Regions from separate parts of the Bombyx mori genome. Here region 2 is linked to region 1. Evidence: chromatin contacts called from public Hi-C data. All regions are on one chromosome and are shown on one strand. Each heading gives the region's core, a stretch centred on a gene start, on an enhancer-like site or on the middle of the called end of the contact. The rest is flanking DNA. Distances are from core to core; before and after follow the strand shown. Region 1 overlaps LOC101739897. Region 2 holds the start of LOC692926 (ATP synthase).

Region 1 (6,275 bases), core at 2,155-4,654:
CTCACCATCAGGTGGGCCGAATGCTCGTCTGCCTACAAGGGCAACAAAAAAAAAAAAAGAATTCTTCAGTATAAAAAACGACTTACATTGCTTTACCAACTCGATAGTTTAAAAATAAATCAATATTTTTTTATTCGGACACGAATGTGTGAAATCAAAATGCTTGGACATATTGTAACAATTAATATAATTTTACGTCAATAGTCTTTATTAATGAATATGGAGAGATATAATATAATAATCGCAGACGAGTTATACTCGCTCACGTGGCCCCGACCGAGAGGTTTTCCTATGTACTATGAACCAGTTACTGATATACATACTTACGAACGTTTAAATATGTACATAATAATTAGATATTAAAGACCCAAATGCAAAGAACAAACAACGAATGTTTTCCTGATGTGGGAATCGAACATGCGACCCTGGGTCCAGCAACGGGGAGGCAAGATATACTTGGGGGATTTCGGTTCTTTCTGCGTTTTGTATCATACATTCCATGGGACGTGTCTTGAGGAAATGTTCGAAATGATCTCTCCATCTCCTTTTTACTGTCGCACTTCCCGCCACCGGAGCAGAGGTCATCCATGTGATCTGCAACCGCTGATTCCACCATACCATCCGGTTCTGAGTGTACTTCTCTCCATGGTGTTTTCAGAGCACTATGACATGTCCTTCTTCAAACGAGGCTTGCGGACAGTACTTAGATGTAGGCAACGACTTCGCAGTGGGCCTTGCGTTTCTGACATCCATGAGTGATGGAATCATTAAGTGAGCAGTATGCTCGTCTGCTTACAAAGGCAATATTACATACCGATTGGAAAACTCCGAGTACGTCCCCAGCAGATTCGGTTTGACGAAATTGACCATGCAGAAATATTCCCTTAGATTATTCTGCATGGGAGTTCCGGTGAGCACTATCCGGCGCCTGGTGGCGACGCGGCTCATGGCGACGGCGAGCACGGAGCAGTCGTTCTTGAGCAGGTGCCCCTCGTCGCACACGATGATGTCGGGCCCGGGGTCCAGCAGGGCGGTGCGGATCTTGTTGACGATGGTCGGCCGGATGTCGTCCAGCTCAGGGTCGAGCGTGGACAGACTCCGGAACAGCTCGTAGCCGATTATAAAGATACCGCCGCCGCTGTACCAGTCCTCGAGTTGGTACGCTCTCTCGTATGTCTTTTTCAGTTTGGACAGTTCGAATACCTGTTGGAATTGAAATAAGGTTTTTGAAGTGAAAACTTCTTAGAATCGTTGTGATTTCAAACCGGATGCAACGGAAAAAACGACAGGTAAGAGACACAAATACAAACCATGAGACAGAAATATACATACTATTTAATACAGTGCCATCTGTGAGATTTTTTAATACTAACGTGTGTATGAAAGCTCTTGTAGTGAATTTTAATTTAGGATTATACGTGAAATTAAAATATCAATTCACAGAGGGCGCTACCTTACAATTATTTACTAATGACAAAATTTTACATATACTTAAGACGTTTAGGATAATTGTATTTTAATTTTGGAAGGTTTCACTTCTACCACGTGTGAATTGCACACATTTTGTTTTTTTTTTTGTAATATTAACGTTACACGAGTATAACACAACACTTGGATAATTATCATTTAAATAGTATCAAGTATTAATTAGCTTCTATAATGATTTTGTAAGTTAAAGTAAATAAGCAAACTTAAATTTCATTACCACTGCAACAACAACAATCAATATTAGAATGTAGTTTCAGATAATTTAAGCTTATCAGAATTAATTACCTGAAGTTTCTTTCTCAATTTACGCGGCTTGAAAAACGTTTTGCATATTTTAGTATTGGTAATTTATATTAATCATTCCTAGGAACGGTGGACGAGCTTACGGGCAACCCGGTATTGGACGTAAATGCCGCCACCCACCTTGAGAGATGATTTCTGGGGTGTCAGGGGGCGCCGGCCTCGGTACTTTCAATAAAATTGTTATTCCTATGCCATTTTGACCGCGCGCTCACTAGAGGGCGCTGGAGTAATGATTGCACACGGGCGCTACAAGGGTTAGACTTGTCACTCATTTGTGCCAGTCTGTACAGTTTTTGTGGTCACCAACGGTTAAGGTGTTTTTTTTGTTAATTTGATTATATACTTTTTGATAAGTACTATACGTTGTACGTGAAAAAAGTTTTGCTTAGATACCTTTATTTGATTGGTTACAGGCCCGATCCATTTGTGGATCTCGTCGACCCAGTTCAGCACGGTCGATAGAGGGCAGCACACGAGCACCCGCTGGATACCGACCCCGGGGTGCGTCAGTACCTTGTTATAGAACAATACACAGAATATATGTTATTGTTATTGATACGAACTGTTATGCGGGGTCTCTCGATTAGGGTTTTAAAAAAGGATTTTTGAAAGAGTTTTCACTTTTATTAGTTCAATTACACAAACAATTAAATTATAGAAATTGGCAGAAAGGAGATATTGTTCAAGACCGCTCCCGATGGGTGACTAAATACGACTGGCTGACTCTCGGTCGGTAACTATTACCAAGAGATTTCTTACTATGCTTACTCAGCATCAGTGGTTATTAAAAAGGATGGAACATCACTTTAACTAACATGGGGGTCTGTAACAGAACGAATACTCCATTAAAACCACTTTCAAGATTGGATAAGGCCACACATTCTAGCCAGGTCTTTTGTTTTGCCTAGTAACCTCGTCGTTATGTTAGCTTCACCGGACGTGTATGCGCTTACGGGGATCAAGTCTGGAAGAATTGGTCAACCCTCGTCCTAGCAAGAGCATTGCTTTCAAGAACCTACTGCCGGATCGGAATCGCAATCCACTGAGAAGACCCGGCAAGAAACTCAGAAGAGATTTCGATTTCGATTTCGAGATTCGATCCATACATTTCACTTTAAAAAAAAATTTCATGCTCATTTGCCGTTGATGGCTACTGGATCCATGACTGACGAAAAACAGAACTATAAGGATGTATGCTTAGTTTTATAAATCAACTAGCTGTACCAGTCCGCTTCGCTGGGAATTTAAAATTAATATTATTATTTCTCACCCCCACAAAGATTCTCATCATTAACGCCCCCGCAACTGGTGTAGGGAGTCCAACACTCATATAAATATTAGCTTATCCATTAAGTACATGTATTTTCTACATGGATACCAAGTTTCAAGGTAATCGGGTGCACGGTTCAGTAGTTATAATGGAACATCCGTAAAGCCACTGTAGATTTATTATATATTAGTATAGATAGTTTAATGTTTACTTCAGGCTTGTATTTGACTCTCGTTTGTAGTTCGCAGACTATAAGATATTAGCGCGGTGTAGACTCACAGTGTGCAGCAGGGCCAGCACCTGCAGCGTCTTGCCGAGCCCCATGCAGTGCGCGAGGATGCAGCCGCTGCCCGGCTTCCCGGCCGCGATGTGCTCCACGCTCTCGAAGCAAGCGTCCCACATGAACTTCACTCCTTCGTACTGTCAAAATAATGTACACTTTAGTTACGAATAAATAATAAGTCAGGTAAGGAAGTCCTACTGGTGGTAGGACCTTGTGAGTCCGCACGGGTAGGTACCATCACCTGGCCTATTTCTGCCGTGAAGCAGTAATGCGTTTCGGTTTGAAGGGTGGGGCAGCCGTTGTAACTATACTGAGACCTTAGAACATATCTCAAGGTGAATGGCGCATTTACGTTGTAGATGTTTATGGGCTCCAGTAATCACTTAATACCAGGTGGGCTGTGAGCTCGTCCACCCATCTAAGCAATAAAAAAAAACATTATTTATGTGAGACTTTTTTAGAGATTCGATAATGAAACTGGAACAGCGACAAAAATAACAAACCAAAATCTGCTATGTGCAAAAACTCTATTTTGATTTTTAACGAGTAAAAAAATTTTCGTGTAAAATCTTATATTGTGGCGGGTAGCCATCACAGAACAAGATATTTCACAGATGCCTGAATCTCGCTTACGACATTTTCAAGATAAGCTTGCGTATATACAAGTTCCGAACAACAACATTCGGACCGTCGGTCTACCGAGCAATATCACCCGCTCGGTGGAAGATCTTTCCTTTGTCGTATATCTCTACAATATGAAGGTGAATTTTTAAGAACTATATCAAATGAAAGTTATAGATCAATATTAAGGCTATAGACACATAACAGTTTTTTTTATACGGTAGATAGGGCTGTGAACTATACGAAAAAGTCAAAAAGTAAAAATTTCAAAAAGTGCACATAGCAGATTTTGGTTTGACAACAACATTTTATAGGATGTGGCTGGTGAGAGAATGCCCCATATACTTCATTGAAAGTTTGAGTTGCATCGCGTGTGTACACGTCCTGTAGACGTTACGGCGTCTATGGGTAACAACCGTTGGAAGTCGCATGGGCGCACCAGACCGTATCTCAGACTTGAAACTAGAAGGCGTTGCTTCGCAGAACGACCTTGCACATTTTTTTTCTTCTTCTTTCCTACCTATGCTGATAGCCTTGAGAGGCTATTTCAGCTTCGCCCCAAGGGGTAGATGAGCTCACGGGGCTCAAACCGGAGTGGTGCTTATACTGGCCCTAGCAAGCGTAGTGCTTGGCAGAATCTACCACCGGATCGGAAACGCGACCCACTGAGAAGATCCGGCGAGAAACTCAGTGGGCTGTGTCTATGGGTTAATTCGCTCGTCGAGCCCTTCGCCGCAAGCGACGGGTTCGACGAGTACGGTGACCGGTGCTTAAGGTAAGAAATGACGTGTTTTGGGCGACGTCGACTATTTACCATTCTGTCTACAGGACCGGGTATGCGACCTTGCACGCTCGCCGGTATCAATACGGAAATGCATCCGTTGGCTCGTGTCGGCTACTGAACAAACATGCGGACCTGGTGAGCCTTCATGACCTTCGTGAAGAAGGGGTGTATGGTGACGACGGGACGGTTCTCCTCGAAGTCGTACTCCAGGCAGACTTCGTCATTGATCACCATCACGTTCACATCCTCTTCGCAACCAAGATGTTCTCTCTGGAAGAAAATACATTTTTTGTACCTACTGATAATAATGTTTGATGGAAACTATTGTACGAGAAACAGTTAACTAGTGATATCATAATATCGTAATTTCAGATTTTCGTTTTTATTCGTGATTTTGTGTTTTAAAAAAAAAAAAAAAATTTTATTGCTTAGATGCTTCGATGACCTCACAGCTCGTATGGTGTTAAGTGGTTACTGGAGCCCATAGACATCTACAACGTAAATGCGCCACCCACCTAGAGACATAAGTTCTAAGGTCTCAGTATAGTTACACCGGCTGCCCCACCCTTCAAACCGAAACGCATTACTGCTTCACAGCAGAAATAGGCGGGATGGTGGTACCTACCCGCGCGGACTCACAAGAGGTCCTACCACCAGTAATTAATTGTCATAGTACCAGTACGATAGATACGGTACGAATACTTCTCTAGACACTTAAGGCACAGTGCACACATTACAGCATTTATTTATTTATTTATAACTTCATATACTAGAAAGTATAAAGGCGGACTTAATGCCATAGGCATTCTCTAACAGTCTACCTTAGGGGAGTGCAGAGATGAACCTTGGTAGGTGTAGTGTGAAGGTGATATTACTTAAACACATGTGTATATATAACATACATAATATTTATAGATACAAATACTCGTACTTAAATAAATACATACACATAAATATATAGATATACATTAATATATACATATAAAAACATATATAAACAAATATTATCAATTAGATGACTCTGCTAACTCTCCGAGAAACAGTTTTCGAGCCTTCGTCTTAAACGTTAGTTACAGCCCTAGACACGTCCTTACGGATCCATCAGATCCAATAACCTTTGCATTAGACGCCTTCAGCTCTAACACTAGGAGCAGGCTTAGGGACCCCGGTAACCGTACTCCTCGAACTCAACAAAGAGTTCGCCGTGCAACCTAACCCATGAATCAGCTCGCTGAGTTTCTCGCCGGATCTTCTCAGCGGGTCGCGATTCCGATCCGGTAGTAGATTCATTCGCGAAGCAGCTGCTCTTGAGCTGTTAGGTCTCCTTCGGAGGCGCCCGGGTAGCTGTTAGCAAATCCCACCCCTCCTGGCTGAGCCTTTGCTCGCCCACCTGTCCTGGTGAAATTGGAAAGGCCTACGGGCCACCAGTAATCCTTCAATCATAAAAAAAAAAACCTTAGTTACATATTATAATATTAGTAACTCACCAGCCTGGTTTGTCTCGCAAGCAGTCTCCGTTTCCTCTC
Region 2 (6,275 bases), core at 1,124-3,623, 36 kb before region 1:
GAAGAGGTGACAGCAATATACTTTATACAGATTTAAATCAAGTAACTCACCAGTCTGCATAGGCTCACGCACAGACACCCGGGGAATGATACCTGGCGCCTTAATACCGACCCTCATACGGGATTTCGTGTCGATTGGTCCCTTGCCATCAATAGGGTTACCCAAAGCATCTACTACACGCCCAAGGATCTGCTCTCCGACGGGAACGTCTACGATAGCACCAGTACGCTTGACAATATCTCCTTCCTTGATAAGCTTGTCATTACCAAATACTACCACACCCACATTGTCAGGTTCCAAGTTAAGGGCCATTCCCTAAGAAAATAATTTTTGTTTTAATAATTTAGTATTTGTAACGATTAAATTTCGAGTTTTATTTAAAAACTTAAATTATGGTTTTTACAGCTTTATGATTATGATAGTCTATGATTCAATTGTGTAAATAATTTTCAACACTTATTTTATGAATTATTTATTAGAAATAACCTAAACAGTTTATAAAGCATCATTTCTTGAAATATATTTTAGTTTATTTACTAACCTTGAGGCCTGAGGAGAACTCCACCATCTCCTCAGCCTGGATGTTCTTCAAGCCATAAACACGAGCGATACCATCACCAATGCTCAAGACACGACCAGTCTCTTCTAGATCAGCCTGTTCCACAAAATTTAAAGCTCACAATAAAAACGTTTATAATCTTCTATCTCCTGGTACCGAAACCACAATTGTTATATTATAATTTCATAATATTTGCAAGTATTCATCTTGACCTTAAGGATGAAATGCCTAATGTTCATGTACAATTTGGTTGCTATTAATCAAATTCCATAGACAGATAAACAAAACCACAATGAAGATATCATTAAAAAAAAACTGCAAATATTATAACTGCAATAATCACACATACTGAGACCTTAGAATTCATATCTCAAGGTGGGTGGCGGCATTTACATTGTAGATGTCTATGGGTTCCGGTAACCACTTAACACTAGGTGGGCTGTGAATCGTCCAGCCATTTATGCAATAAAAATAAAAAAGTTGGTAGAGCCTACTTAGGTAAGTAGTATTCTTTAGTTGTGCATTCCAATTTAGTCATTACACCATATAATTGAGACTTCTATCTTATGTGTCAAGATTGGTGCAGTGCAGTTATATCTATTCAATAAAAAATTAAAATATTGTTGTTTCATTGTATATGCCAGATGCATATATCTGGAATGATTGGTATTTACTCCAGGATTTTGTCTTGACCACAGACATGACTCGAGTCCAATGATGGTAAAAAGGTAACACTTATCATTGAGTTGCAGAGATATTCTAATCATGAAGACTTATTTATTCCTGCATGAATTAAACTTACAGTAGAACATGGCTTAAAATATGACAAACTATAATGATTCTCATGACTGAATCCATAACCTTTTAGAACTTGATACTATTGAAAAAGCTTTAAACTATGATTATGTATGTTTTTCTTATTAAATGGACAAAATTCGTTAAAATGAACCTATAAATGTTTATATTTGAAATAAACAAACTTAGTTCTTCCTATTGAATCACTTGTCAGAATCAGCTGTTGACGTATTTTAAATTTAGCAAAAAAGTTTTTTATTCCAATTTTAAACAAAACTAATTAACACACAATAATTCATTTGACTTAAATAATTATGGTGGTTATGACCTGATCAACACGAAATATAGTAGAAGCACTTTTATGTAATACTACAAAACTGACCTTGGGCGCGGCTCCAAGGATCCTCTCTTCGAGGATGGTGGAGATCTCGGCAGCTTTGTGGGTGGTTGAGACATGTAGTTTGCGAGATGCCACGGCCACTGCGGGCACCGCCACCTTTGACACCTGCAGACATAACCAAATGGGTATACAAAATTATGTCACGTAACTTATCACCTTTTATAAAACACACAGTTTAATTTTGATAAACACTTTCCACAAGTACTCTTATTTTCCATAATTTTAATCTCTGCAATCACATAGAACATCGATCGCCCACTTATTACATAACACTGATCTTTCAGATATTTTTTTAAAATTTAATTTTTTAGTATCCGCACACTATAAAAATAGAGAAGATGAATTTATTCTAGTTAAAGAACGTATAGGCAATAGAAAAAAAAAGCCAATTGAAGATAAAATCGACCGACATTCTGATGGTTACATTAACCGGCCGATTTTTGATATTCACCTGAGAATTGTGTTCTTATGCTTATTTGTAATGAAAATATACCTGGGTAGCAGCATTAGGCAAGCGCCTGGCTACAGAGCCAGCAATACGAGCGGAGATCAGCGACATTTTTCACAAACTTATAATTGTGGCAGACGGAAAGCCAGTTACTCCGCTCGCGACTCGTTGCGGTAGAACCGGAAATGACATAACATAGGTAGGTATTGATTTTTCCTCAATGTCTATGGCATAGATAATACACTTAATATTTAATGTCTATGGTATATATGTGTTTTATTCCAATACATACCATTACCGTATTATACAGTGGCACTAGACTACACTAGTCAGTACAATTCCACGGATAGATTAAATTACGGAGGGTAGTACTACGAAGTGCCATCTCAATACATTAAAAAGTGTCTGTCAAATTGCAAAAATGTTCAATTAAAAGCAAAAAATTACAATTCAAAAGCCCACCAAAATAGCAATAGCATTTGTAATGCCGGCCACTCACATGCGGGCAAATATTCGTACATTGTACGAATGTTCGCTCGCATGTGAAGGGACCGTCAAACATTCATTCGCAAACTTAGCAACTGTGCAAATGGGTTCGCATACTCAATTTGCGAACCCGCTTGCGCTCCTACACTTGTTTACGAATGTCTCACGAATTTCTCCTCCTTTTTAATTCGTCAATAGAACATTGAAGAGAGAAAGAGTTTTGAATTCTTTCCCAGACATCATTAACAGCCATGCTGTTTTTATGGGATTTCTTTTGATGAAGATACGCTATACAGTAGACGTCACGAACTATGAAAATGGCGATACGTCCATTACCTTCGCAATCGTCGGCGCCTAAAGGATAAAACGTCCGGTGCATCCGTATGTAGCGGTGCACTGGTGTTCGAATCCCGCAGGTGGGTACCAATTTTTCTATTGAAATACGTACTCAACAAATATTCACGATTGACTTCCACGGTGAAGGAATAACATCGTCTAATAAAAATCAAACCCGCAAAATTATAATTTGCGTAATCACTGGTGGTAGGACCTCTTGGGAGTCCGCACGGGTAGGTACCACCGCCCCGCCTATTTCTGCCGTGAAGCAGTAATGCGTTTCGGTTTGAAGGGTGGGGCAGCCGTTGTAACTATACTTGAGACCTTAGAACTTATATCTCCAGGTCGGTGACGCATTTAGGTTGTAGATGTAGATGCGTTCGGGCAGTTGTTAGCAAATCCCTCCCCTCCTGGCTGAGCCTTTGCTCGCCCACCATCCAGGTGAAACTGGAAAGGCCTCCGGGCAACGGGTAATCCATCAATCATAAAATAATGTGTTAAGTTTAAGTCTATTGTATCACTCTGTAGTCTTAATAAGTGTATTAACTATGGTATGTAGTATATGATTATTCCTAAATATTAAGTGTATTATTTATGGTGAAATATGAAAATGTAAAACTTAAGAATTGGCTGTATGGCTTTGTTCCATTGCCTTTCTCCTCGAGAAAAGCTCTACTTATACTACTAATTACTATCTATGGTGGTTCAGAAATTATATAGAACAGATTTGGCTGTATGGGCTTAGACCTCTTGTCTTTCTTAAAAAGGGAAAATTGTACAAAAAAAATATCTATGGTGATTCTAATCAAAAGCTCTGCTCTAAACAGAAACAGAAAATCATTTATTACATACTTTTCTACTTTTTGGTCTTTGGATGCCGTCTTTGTTTTTAAGTAACAATCGGTGTAACAGTGTGTTAAAATAACAAGACCAACTTTTGATAAGTTTCGAAGTTCCAAATATAAATGACTATTTTTTCAGTGAAATTCAACAAAAATGTATTATTGTTATTGTAATTAACTAAATGAATCTGCAATACCGGCAATGGCTTTGTGGCAGAATGCGTCGTCCGTCATATGGAGATTAGACGACACAGCGAAAATTACATGTTTCATAGAAAATGCTCAGAACATTAACAAACACACCGTAAGCAAAAATCATAAAATTAAATTGTCAAGGTCTATCTAATTTAAACTTATCGCATAATAATATGTATATTAGGATAATTAATATTTTCAAGAGTGAGAAAATTTAAATTTACTTATTAAGATCTTACTTTTTGTATGATATGGTTTTTGGCTTAAAACTCACGTATATGATGATATGAAAACTCTTTAAATTGTACTTGTACTTGAAATATTTTCCACTAAGTCTTAATTTTAATAAACACAATATTGATTAAGTATGTGATAAATTAGAACAGACAAAAAGTTCTGATATTAAACTATGTTGTGTATTGGCCTCTTGATCAACTCCCACTGTTATTTATTATGTGTCAGTATTATCACAATACAATAGTTTCAATCAATATGAAGTGCAGGTGAATATTCTGATGTATTCCAATGTAAAGGTCCTATATGACATCATTCACATGTGTGCAAACAAAAAAGTGATTGAAAAGTTAATTCTTTGAATTTTACTTCAGGAATACATAATTAGGGTTCAAAGAGGCCCCGTCAAAGAAAATATGTGGAATGTATCTCGTAGATATAGTGATTTTGCATCGCTACACTCATTACTGCTGAAATCCAATATAGATTTGCCTCTCCCACCTAAAAAACTCATAGGAAATATGCAGCCTTCATTTATCGCAGAAAGACAAGTGGCATTGCAGGTAAGGAATATATAAATACAGTAGCAGTGAGAACTAAGTCAAAACTTTAGAACTAAAAAATTGAAATATATTAATTACCCAGCAAAATTAGCATTCATGCGAATTTGTAAATATTGACAGGATTTTTTATTAGTAAATATTAGGCACTTGTGGATACAATAATACCACTGACATGTTATGTTGCTTCTTTATACCACAACAATTTCTTCATGTGTGTGATACCCCTCAGGAGGACATTGAGGTTTAGGTCTGTTGAATTTAGATAATCAATTATTTATATCATAATAATTGTTTCAGAACTATTTAAATGAAGTGCTGAAACATCAGATATTAGCATTGTCATTGTCAGTGAGAAGTTTTCTAGATCCAAACAACTATTCATTAGCCATCTCAGGTATGTATAATATTTAACTAGTTTTTTAATATGTACAGAATTATAATACCAAAAGCAAGAAAGTATTTACAAGTAAGACAATATGCACAAAGATTAACTATTTAAAGAGTTTTCTTAACTCCGAGCAAAAAGGATATAAAAACCAGAATAAAAAAGAGGTTTTATTCTATCTGTAAGTTATTATCATGTTATCATATCTCTCTATAACTTTTTTTTATATAAACAGACATAAAAATAAATAAATACATATCGATAAATACATACAATAAAAATAAATTTATTCCTTAAAAATGACAGTGCTAAAACATAAATAATGTAGGAGAGGATTCTGCAATTGCACTGCACAAACAGTGAAAAATCCATCATATCAGTTAATGGGTGGATAAGAAATCTGCAAGCTGGGTAGCTAGGCACCAGGTACCTAAAGTGCTTGACCAGATAAATAGGTGTGTTAGGATTGTGCAGAACAGAATATAGTAATGAAAGAATGTAACAGTAATGATGTCTTGTGTACTGAAGTACTATAATAAATGCTCATTGATTTATATGTGTTGTGGGCATTCTCGATCTAGTTATACATTGATATTACTATGATGATCTCTTTCCTTATTTGCATATAGATATTAACTCAATCATTTTTTCAATTAACATTTAAAGCTATAAGCTGATTAGTGAAATGACAGAAGGAATTAAGTTCATATCGACGTTTGACTAAGCGACAATAACTACTTTTTACATAAATGATAGGCAATAACCATATTCGATGCCAAAAAAAAAATATTTCTAGGTCTATTAAAATAATTTCAATCCTACAGCTACTAGCTAGATTCTACTACAGCTAGATTCGTTAAAATAAATTTTGTTTTTAGGTATTTCAACTTTAAATTAGTCGTAAAGTTCACGCATTGTCGCTTAGTCACTTTTGCCTTTCAAGCGTCGATATGCTATCAATATTTGAAACCTAGTTATTTAATTACAGAGCAATCTCTGCAGACCGTGTCAATAGCCTTGAGGGGAGACTTG

What was found. A called contact is a pair of places that touch in the nucleus more often than the background predicts.
Region 2: a contact with region 1 is called in a Hi-C map of whole pupa, with 4 times the contacts expected there. The contact joins the promoter of LOC692926 here to the enhancer-like site in region 1. A contact is called at or near these places in 3 of 7 Hi-C or Micro-C datasets (middle silk gland and whole pupa).

What each region holds. Positions count from the first base shown.
Region 1 is chr19:4,116,575-4,122,849 of ASM3026992v2, reverse strand. LOC101739897 reads right to left here. Exons shown (of 21, transcript XM_038017546.2): 7 at 6,237-6,275; 8 at 4,882-5,019; 9 at 3,341-3,481; 10 at 2,185-2,304; 11 at 815-1,203. Among protein-coding and RNA genes, the nearest start is that of LOC101739897, 14 kb to the right of the region's middle. Within about 2 kb of position 3,404, at least 2 of the 8 cell types and tissues checked have open chromatin away from gene starts, as enhancers often do.
Region 2 is chr19:4,151,469-4,157,743 of ASM3026992v2, reverse strand. It overlaps LOC692926 (ATP synthase), which reads right to left and starts at 2,373. Exons shown (of 10, transcript NM_001046768.1): 1 at 2,248-2,373; 2 at 1,737-1,859; 3 at 542-655; 4 at 51-315. The coding sequence starts at 2,313. It overlaps LOC101736025 (PX domain-containing protein kinase-like protein), which reads left to right and starts at 3,813. Exons shown (of 11, transcript XM_004933448.5): 1 at 3,813-4,170; 2 at 4,670-4,858; 3 at 5,156-5,252; 4 at 6,232-6,275. The coding sequence starts at 4,069.